Regions from separate parts of the Hordeum vulgare genome. Here region 1 is linked to region 2. The links are chromatin contacts, called in public Hi-C maps. All regions are on one chromosome and are shown on one strand. The core of a region is the stretch at or near the end of the contact, and the rest is flanking DNA. Distances in the headings are between cores, read along the strand shown. Region 1 holds the start of LOC123426736 (thioredoxin M3, chloroplastic-like). Region 2 holds the start of LOC123426732 (PI-PLC X domain-containing protein At5g67130-like).

Region 1 (3,853 bases), core at 1,041-3,540, 550 kb before region 2:
GCACTGACCGAAACCAGGATCATTTCGTATATCAGCAAGCTCGGGACTACCAATCAAGTTGAGATCACATATTTTAAATGAGCTAGATTGACCAAGGTCTTCCTCTTTTATCGTGACAAGAGCTTCATCTTTGATATTTGGTAATAATTCCACGCTATCTGTTGTTTTCCCTTTATCAGCTGAATCAATCAAGTCTTTATCTTGAGGCGGTGTATCAATATTATAAATCTGCACTTCTTCTCTCACTTGAAGCTTCGAACAATCGTGCTGAGAAGCCAACGTAGGATTTAATCCATCACATTCCTTAATTTCCTGAACTGTGTAATGTTGTGCAGTATTGTTCTGTTCTTCCATATCTCGTATTTCAGTTTGTGCTTCTTCTTCTTGGAGTCTCACTTGTTCCATCATTTGATTGCAAGCAACACTTGGGTCAGTATGTTCTAGGCAGACATGGTCATCTTTATTGTCTCCCTGGACATTATTCAAGGAGCTGTCATTTGCTGCTTCATCAATCACCATCAGAGGAGCCAGATCTACCTGTTCGGTTAATGCAGCATCTCTATGTGTTGATGCTCCATTCCTGTGCGCAAGTATTGATCGTGGTCTTGTTGGGGCTCTTGCAAAATTACAACTGCTCAGCAAATTCTGACAACCATCATGCAAATTATTTTCAACGCTTGATCCCTTCTCATCCAAGCTCTTGTCATGTTCAGACTTCTCGTCCATAATACTACCATCATCAGGCTTGTCATCTGAGGGCAACGGTGAATGATCTATCTCTCCCTCCTCAACAACACCAGAAGAAGCATTATTATGAATACTCTCACTGTTGATCCCTTTCTCAACGACCTCCGAATCAGACACCTTACTATCCTCCTCCATTTTATTAGCCTCATTCTCATTCTGCATCCCTTGCACGGCATCAGCATCCTTCCTGACATTACTGTTAGAGCTCACCTTTGAGCCAGTATCCTCCAACTCCGACTCCCCCACAGCCTCCACCTTTGATGTCTGTCTCTCTCCGGCCACGCCGGAGATGCTACTCCCAACCTCATCGATCCCAGCACTCACTCGCCGGTCCCTCCTATACACAGGAGCCCTATCTTCCTCGTCATCATCACCATAATTCCGGCTATCCAGATAATCCCTACTCCTCTCCCTGTCCCGGCCCCACTCTGAATTCCTGTTGTAAGCCCCAAACTTCCTCTTCCCCCTCCCATTGTAGTTACCATTGTCACCGCCATTGTAATCACCACCATGGTTCCGGCGCGAGCGGGGGTTAGGATTACCGTACTCGTCGTCAAGACGCTGCCGGCCGTTCCGGCGGGACTCGTAGAACGCGGGGGCTTCCTGAGCCTGCGGCAAAGGAGGCGCGGGCGGCATCTGGCCCCATCCAACACCAGCGCCACCGCCTCGCTGCAGCGATGCCGGCGGGAGCACGCCTTTGGCCACCAGGTACTCGGCGGCGAGGCGTCCCGCCTCCATGAGCACCTCGTACCTGTGCCGCGCGGGCGCAACCGCCTGAATGGAGGGCGGCGGCGGAGGTGGCGGCGGCTGGTAGAAGTGCTTGTGGCCGCGGCCGCCGCGCGCGAAGGGCGGCACGCGGCTGCGGCCGCCGCCGTGCTGCGGGTAGTTCATCCGGGGGTGGTCGAATCGGTGCGGCTGCAGGCTGACGCCCTGCTGCTGCTGCTGCCCCCGATCCATCCGCAGATGCAACACGACAGAGACCACGCAACCGTAGAGAAATGCGAGAAATCGCGCGCGCGGGCGAACCGGAGGAGGGAGGGCGGAGGCTCACGGGCGGACGACGGCGGCGGCGGGGCGCCGGGCCATCGATCGGGAGCCGGCGAGATTTGGGGCCTCCGAGGCCGGAGCTGCGCTTTCCGTTTCGCGACGAAAAGGAGGGAAAAAAAATAGTGCGAGGATAATTTGCTTGCAGCTGCAGGTGGAGAGGGGAAATGATTTACGAGTCAAACGAGAAGCTCTGATTCGTTTTGCTGTTTGGACGGTCGTTTCGGCTTGGGGTTGGGGTTGGTTTCTGGAGGGGTGCGTGCACACGTGGATCGGCGAGTTGTTGACACGGTGACACGTGGGTCCCGGTGACGTTTCGTGGGCCATGCGCCCCGGCTCTTGGTTAGGTTGGCCACGCTCATGGGGCCGACGGTGACGGTGGGTGGGCGAGAGAAAGAGATGTTGTTAATCCCTTTGATTATTCATGGGATGGGAAAGAATGGAATATCTCGTGCGAGAATTCATTCGAGTAGTAGTAGTATTTCTGGTGGTATTCCCGCGAAGCGAAGGCTCCCGGAAATGAGTTCCAACGGACCGCGTGCTGCGTGTGCGTCTCGTAAGTTTCCACCCACCACGTTCTCCGCCACGACTCCTCCCGGCTCTCAAACTCCCCAAACCAAATCATGGCCGCCGCGGCCTCACGGCACCTCTGCTGCGCCACGGCGCTGCTGTCTCCCTCCGCCGCCGCGGCGCCCATCCGCCGGAGGGTTGGCTACGGCTACGGCTACGGCTCCTCCTCCACCCGCCGGTGGCCGTGCCGCCGGTGGGCCCACGGGCCGGACGCCGCGTCCCGGATCCGGCGCCCGACGACTGGCTCGAGCACAGCCAGGGTGAGCTGTGCCTACTCTACTGGCGGTAAGGGCTTCCTCGCTGAGTGATCCCCGTTTTAAGCTTCAGTTAGTGGGCTCGTTAACCGCTAGCTCCATTTCCGTTTCACTCGGACGTCAGCCATGTCTTCGTTCCTCATATGTCATATGATTGATTGCTAGTCCTTGGTGAAACGGAAATGGAACAAGCGGTTAACGAGCCCACGAACTGTGTTTGCTGCTACAAGATACGGAGTAGAAGGGTGGATCATATGATTAAGTTCAGGCCACTAGACTATATATGTTGCGAAGTTGAACCGTGTGCCTGGCAATTCCAATTCCTCGCTGTAAAATTGAATTTATATGCTAATACTTACTAGTCTAATGTGTACTATGCAGGAAAATGCAGCCCCATGTTCACTTCTTAGATTACTTGTTCCGTTAATAAACGTAGTGAGAAGTAGTACCAGTAGGCATTGTAATTTGTACGCCTAGCCCTATTGTGTTATTTGGCTGACCTACGCATTTTATCTAGTCCTATGTCATGGCTCTCTCGCTCACCATCATGGCACTGTCAGACTGTCAGTTCGCACAAGCTGCGCTGTTGCGTAAATCCTTCTCTTTCAGAATATAAGAAGAACCAATTAGCTTAGTTAATCTTTGTGATTCACCTCACTGAATACTAGTAGCTACCTACACACTTCTTTCACGTGTTCGGTTTTCTGAAATCTGTTGTAATTAACTTCATCTGTTTTGAGTTTTTTTTGTGAACTTAGTCTGCATACGTAGAGAAGTTGTAACAGTAGTGTTCTTTCCATTTGTACAGCTGAAGCAATCACTGCATGTTCCTGGAACCAAAATGTTATCTGCAGTGATGTGCCTGTGCTTGTGGAGTTTTGGGCCTCATGGTGTGGACCTTGTAAAATGGTCCATCGAATTGTCGACGAGATTGCAAACGAATACGATGGAAGGATAAAATGCTATAAGCTTGACACTGATGATTACCCACAAACTGCAACTTCCTACAATATCGAGAGGGTTCCGACCGTTTTACTGTTCAAGGATGGAGAGAAAATACATAGTATTACTGGAACTCTGCCAAAAGCCGTCTATGTGAGGGCCATTGAGAATTCTTTCTTGGAACAGTGACCATTTTGGTTACGATGTTATATTGCTACTTGGTCCAGATTCATATTCCCATATACTTGATTTTTCACTGCCAGCTAGTGGAAAGAGTAGGGAAGGTAAAGTTGGGC
Region 2 (4,064 bases), core at 409-2,908:
AACCACTGAGAGGCTAAGGGCATGAAGACCGTGAAGTGTTATCCTAGACGCGAGTGACAAAAGGGTTTAGTACGGTAACATGGATCATATCTCTGAGGATTTAGGAGGTGTAGTTATTAAACACTCAAAGCTTTTATCCGGTTGTTGCAGTCTTAATTATCGGGGCAACCCCGCAAGAAGGATAGGGCCTTCGGTTGGACAATTGATTCTTGATGGAGGGCGCGTGTTGGTCAAGTTGTTATTAGGACACATCCCCCAATTCGGTTCGTAACAAGCACATCTCGATGGTGCCTTCCAGCACACAAATTAAGATCATTACTTGCTCCCAACACAAATATGTGGTTGTAAGCATTAAGATCTTATACTCGTACCTCTTATTATTATAAGTGTTCAACTCAAGGTAACCAATTTAGATCCGGTGAAAAGTTGAAATTGTTTCTTTAACAAAAGCTTGCTAGAGACCCTGGCTTCAAGGGAACCTTCCTCTCGTGCCCTCTATAACTCAAGATCACCTCTGAGGAAACATGTGTGGGTACTTTTTGTTCCATTTCGGTATCGCTAAAAGGAAGTATCATCCCGACAGATAGCAGCTCGCAGCACCTCTATCACCATGTCTTCCAACCGCCCATCAACACGGATTTTCACGTCACCTTGCAGTGGTCTAAGACTACCCATAATGAAGAGTAACATACACCTGACACTAGGCTATGTTACTATCTTTATAGTGGGTAGTAACATAACTGTGGTGTTATGCATAACTTTATTTATTAGGTTATAGACTCGTTTGGGATATGTGATGTTATGATAACTAGTTTGTTACTCAATTTACCTATCTTCTAATAAGCTCATTGTCGCACACAAATTTGTTGAATTAGACTTTATGTTACTCTTAAAGTTAGACTAACCATAATGGGAGTAACATAGATGGTAACATCACACATATATAGACAAAATAGATGGTGTGACAAGTAATTCATGCGGAAAAGAAAGACATGTGGTGACATAATATGTTACTCACACTATAATACCAGGCCAATATGAGCAGTCTATAATCTAATAAATGAAATGATGCGTGGCACCACGCATATGTTACTCCCCGTTATGGAGGTAATAACATAGATTAGTAACACTAATAAAAGTCATTTGGTGTCTTTGAGTTAAACTGTAAATGAGATCTCTTTTACCCTACATCAACTCCAAAAGCAGCTACAAAAGATATTAGATGGATTTCTTTTTTCATCACCAACATGTGGGGTGAAAGGTGTGTAGCAGATGCAGTGTGTGGATGACTTCAAGAAACTCCTCTCGACTTCATTTTGACGTGTGACCACCGGAGCAAAGCTCGGAAATTATAACCGTTCGATCAGTTGATTTTGGTATGATGAGCGGTAACAATTTACTCCATGAAGAATACCAACGGCTAAGACCATGCGGGGCGGTAACAATCTAGGCCCGAGCATCTAGGCCCGAGCATGGCCGTGGGCAACGTCGGGTCGGGCCTTTTCAGGCTGGGCCGTGCGGGCTGGGTTTCCATGGCGAGGTATGGTAAACATACTCCGACTGTTCGACATTGCCTGGCCAACGTAGCTGAACCGCGCCGCTCCGTCCCCCTGACTGACACAGGGGGCCAAGCGCAATGACAAACGCCGCAGCGAGGGACCAAGATCAGCGACGCGGAAAAACAGAGCGTAAACCACACACATAAGCAAGCGACGAAACCTGGAATGTCCGGCCTTACAAGCCACACAACACAGGGATTTGCAGGCTTGCTCCACCACAAAGCTTCCGCTGTCCGCCGTCTCCGGGAGGAACGTGGCACCAGCCGCGCGGCGCGGGGCAGAGCTCGGCGGAGGCGGGTGGCCGCGCGCGGCAAGAAGAATTGAGATGGCCAAGGAAACTGTGCTTCTCGCCGTGGCTTTCGCCGCCGCCGCCGCCTTGCTGTGCTCGCGCCCCGCCGTCGTCTCCGCTCGGAAGGTACGCTGACTGGTTGTTGAGGACTGACATTACGCTGGCTGGTCGTTGAGGGTTGTGATTGTGCTGCGCTCTCGTGGGCATGATCTCCGGCTGCCGCAGGTGGGCGAGACGTGCGCGCTGTCGCGGAACTGCGACGCCGGGCTGCACTGCGAGACGTGCGTGGTGGACGGCAACGTGCGGCCGCGCTGCACCCGCGTGACCCCCGTCGACCCGCAGAACAAGGAGCGGGGGCTGCCGTTCAACCGCTACGCGTGGCTGACGACGCACAACTCCTTCGCGCGGCTCGGCACCCAGTCCCAGACCGGGACGACCATCGTCACGGCGTTCAACCAACAGGACACCATCGCCGAGCAGCTCAGCGTGAGTCCACTGTCCACCCCGCTCCCGCTCTGCTCTCTCTTCCGTTTAGCTGCTGACCTGTGGGGCCGGCGAATCTACCGGAGTCCGTGTTAGAACCTGTCAGTGTGCGGCGGGGTGAGGTGTCCCCGGGCGCAGCACGTGGCAAAGAGGGCTCGTCCATGTGTCCAAGCAGCAGCGCACCTCCAGGCGCCGGTCTTTTTCTGTCGCTGGCTTGCGTGCACGCCCACACGCTTTGCTTGAAGCGTTGGCACGGCAATACTAACTGCAAGCATTGCCCATACCACACACATTGCATTGTGTATCCTTGTGTGGATGAGACGTGTGGTGTGTGCTCCAATTCGGGTAGCACGTCCATTCGAAATAAACACGATGTGGTCCGTGGCCGGGACCAGGACGAAATTACTTCAGTTCAAATTATTTCCCAAGGTAAAATTGGTGCCATTCTCAAGCTCAAGGGTTAGGTCCAAGTAATTGGATTTCTTGCGTCGCAGAACGGCGTGAGGGGCCTGATGCTGGACATGTACGACTTCCGGAACGACATATGGCTCTGCCACTCCTACGGAGGCGCCTGCCGAAACTTCACCGCATTCGTAAGCACCAACCAAGCTACTCCTCTACTAGGACCAATCTCGACCACAACACACACACACACACACAGTGACACAGACAAAGTAACAATGTTACGGTGGACAGACGCCGGCGGTGAACGTGCTCCGGGAGATCGAGGTGTTCCTTAGGAGGAACCCCTCGCAGGTGATCACGATCTTCATCGAGGACTACGTGGAGGCGCCTATGGGGCTCACCCGGGTGTTCAACGCCTCCGGCCTGACGCCGTACCTGTTCCCGGTGTGGCGCATGCCCAAGAACGGCGGCGACTGGCCGCTGCTCAGCGACATGGTCCGCGACAACCACCGCCTCCTCGTCTTCACCTCCAGGTCCGCCAAGGAGGCCGCCGAGGGCTTCGCACACGAGTGGGGCTACGTCGTCGAGAACCAGTGTACGTGCACGTCCATCACCATCGATCCGACTGCACACGTGACTGATTACCTAGGAAGGAGAACCTGACGATGTTTGTATCTATCCAATATCCATGCGCCGCAGATGGGAGCAAAGGGATGGTGAAGGGGTCGTGCCCGAACCGCGCCGAGTCGGCCGCCATGAACGACCTGTCGAGGTCGCTGGTGCTGGTGAACTACTTCCGGGACCTCCCCAACTTCCCGGAGGCGTGCAAGGACAACTCGGCGCAGCTGCTGGGCATGCTCGACGCCTGCCACGCCGCGTCCGGGGGCAGATGGGCCAACTTCATCGCCGTCGACTTCTACAAGGTGTCACATCCTTATTATCAGTTATTAGTTACCCTACGATGAACATGAGCACGATTGATTAGATTCATTTCTTCTGATGATTCATGGTTGTACCCTGCCTACCCAGAGGAGCGACCGAGGCGGCGCCGCGGAAGCCACGGACAAGGCCAACGGCGGACTGGTTTGTGGATGCGGAAGCATATCTGCCTGCACTGTAAATATACATGCCCCGCTGCTTGCCTGCCATGTTTACTGCATGTTTCGACAAAGTGTTCTGTTCTTATATAGAGAGAAAATGACACGAGATTTGTGTGTTTTGCTCAGGGTAATGGTACATGCTCGCCGCGCCGGCGCGGGAGCACGCCGAAAGGCATCTTCAACAAGACCTCAGACGCCGCGTCGTGGCAGCCGCCGGCCATGTTGCAG

Evidence for each region. A called contact is a pair of places that touch in the nucleus more often than the background predicts.
Region 1: a contact with region 2 is called in a Hi-C map of seedling, with 4 times the contacts expected there. The contact joins the promoter of LOC123426736 here to the promoter of LOC123426732 in region 2. A contact is called at or near these places in 1 of 6 Hi-C or Micro-C datasets (seedling) and 1 of 1 datasets of contacts at active chromatin or transcription factors (embryo).

The regions. Positions count from the first base shown.
Region 1 is chr2H:477,301,321-477,305,173 of MorexV3_pseudomolecules_assembly, reverse strand. It overlaps LOC123426736 (thioredoxin M3, chloroplastic-like), which reads left to right and starts at 2,290. Exons shown (of 4, transcript XR_006622313.1): 1 at 2,290-2,646; 2 at 3,424-3,853. It overlaps LOC123426735, which reads right to left and starts at 1,978. Exons shown (of 4, transcript XM_045110611.1): 1 at 1-1,978. The coding sequence starts at 1,704.
Region 2 is chr2H:476,752,075-476,756,138 of MorexV3_pseudomolecules_assembly, reverse strand. It overlaps LOC123426732 (PI-PLC X domain-containing protein At5g67130-like), which reads left to right and starts at 1,658. Exons shown (of 7, transcript XM_045110606.1): 1 at 1,658-1,974; 2 at 2,074-2,334; 3 at 2,826-2,924; 4 at 3,028-3,331; 5 at 3,436-3,659; 6 at 3,766-3,852; 7 at 3,963-4,064. The coding sequence starts at 1,885.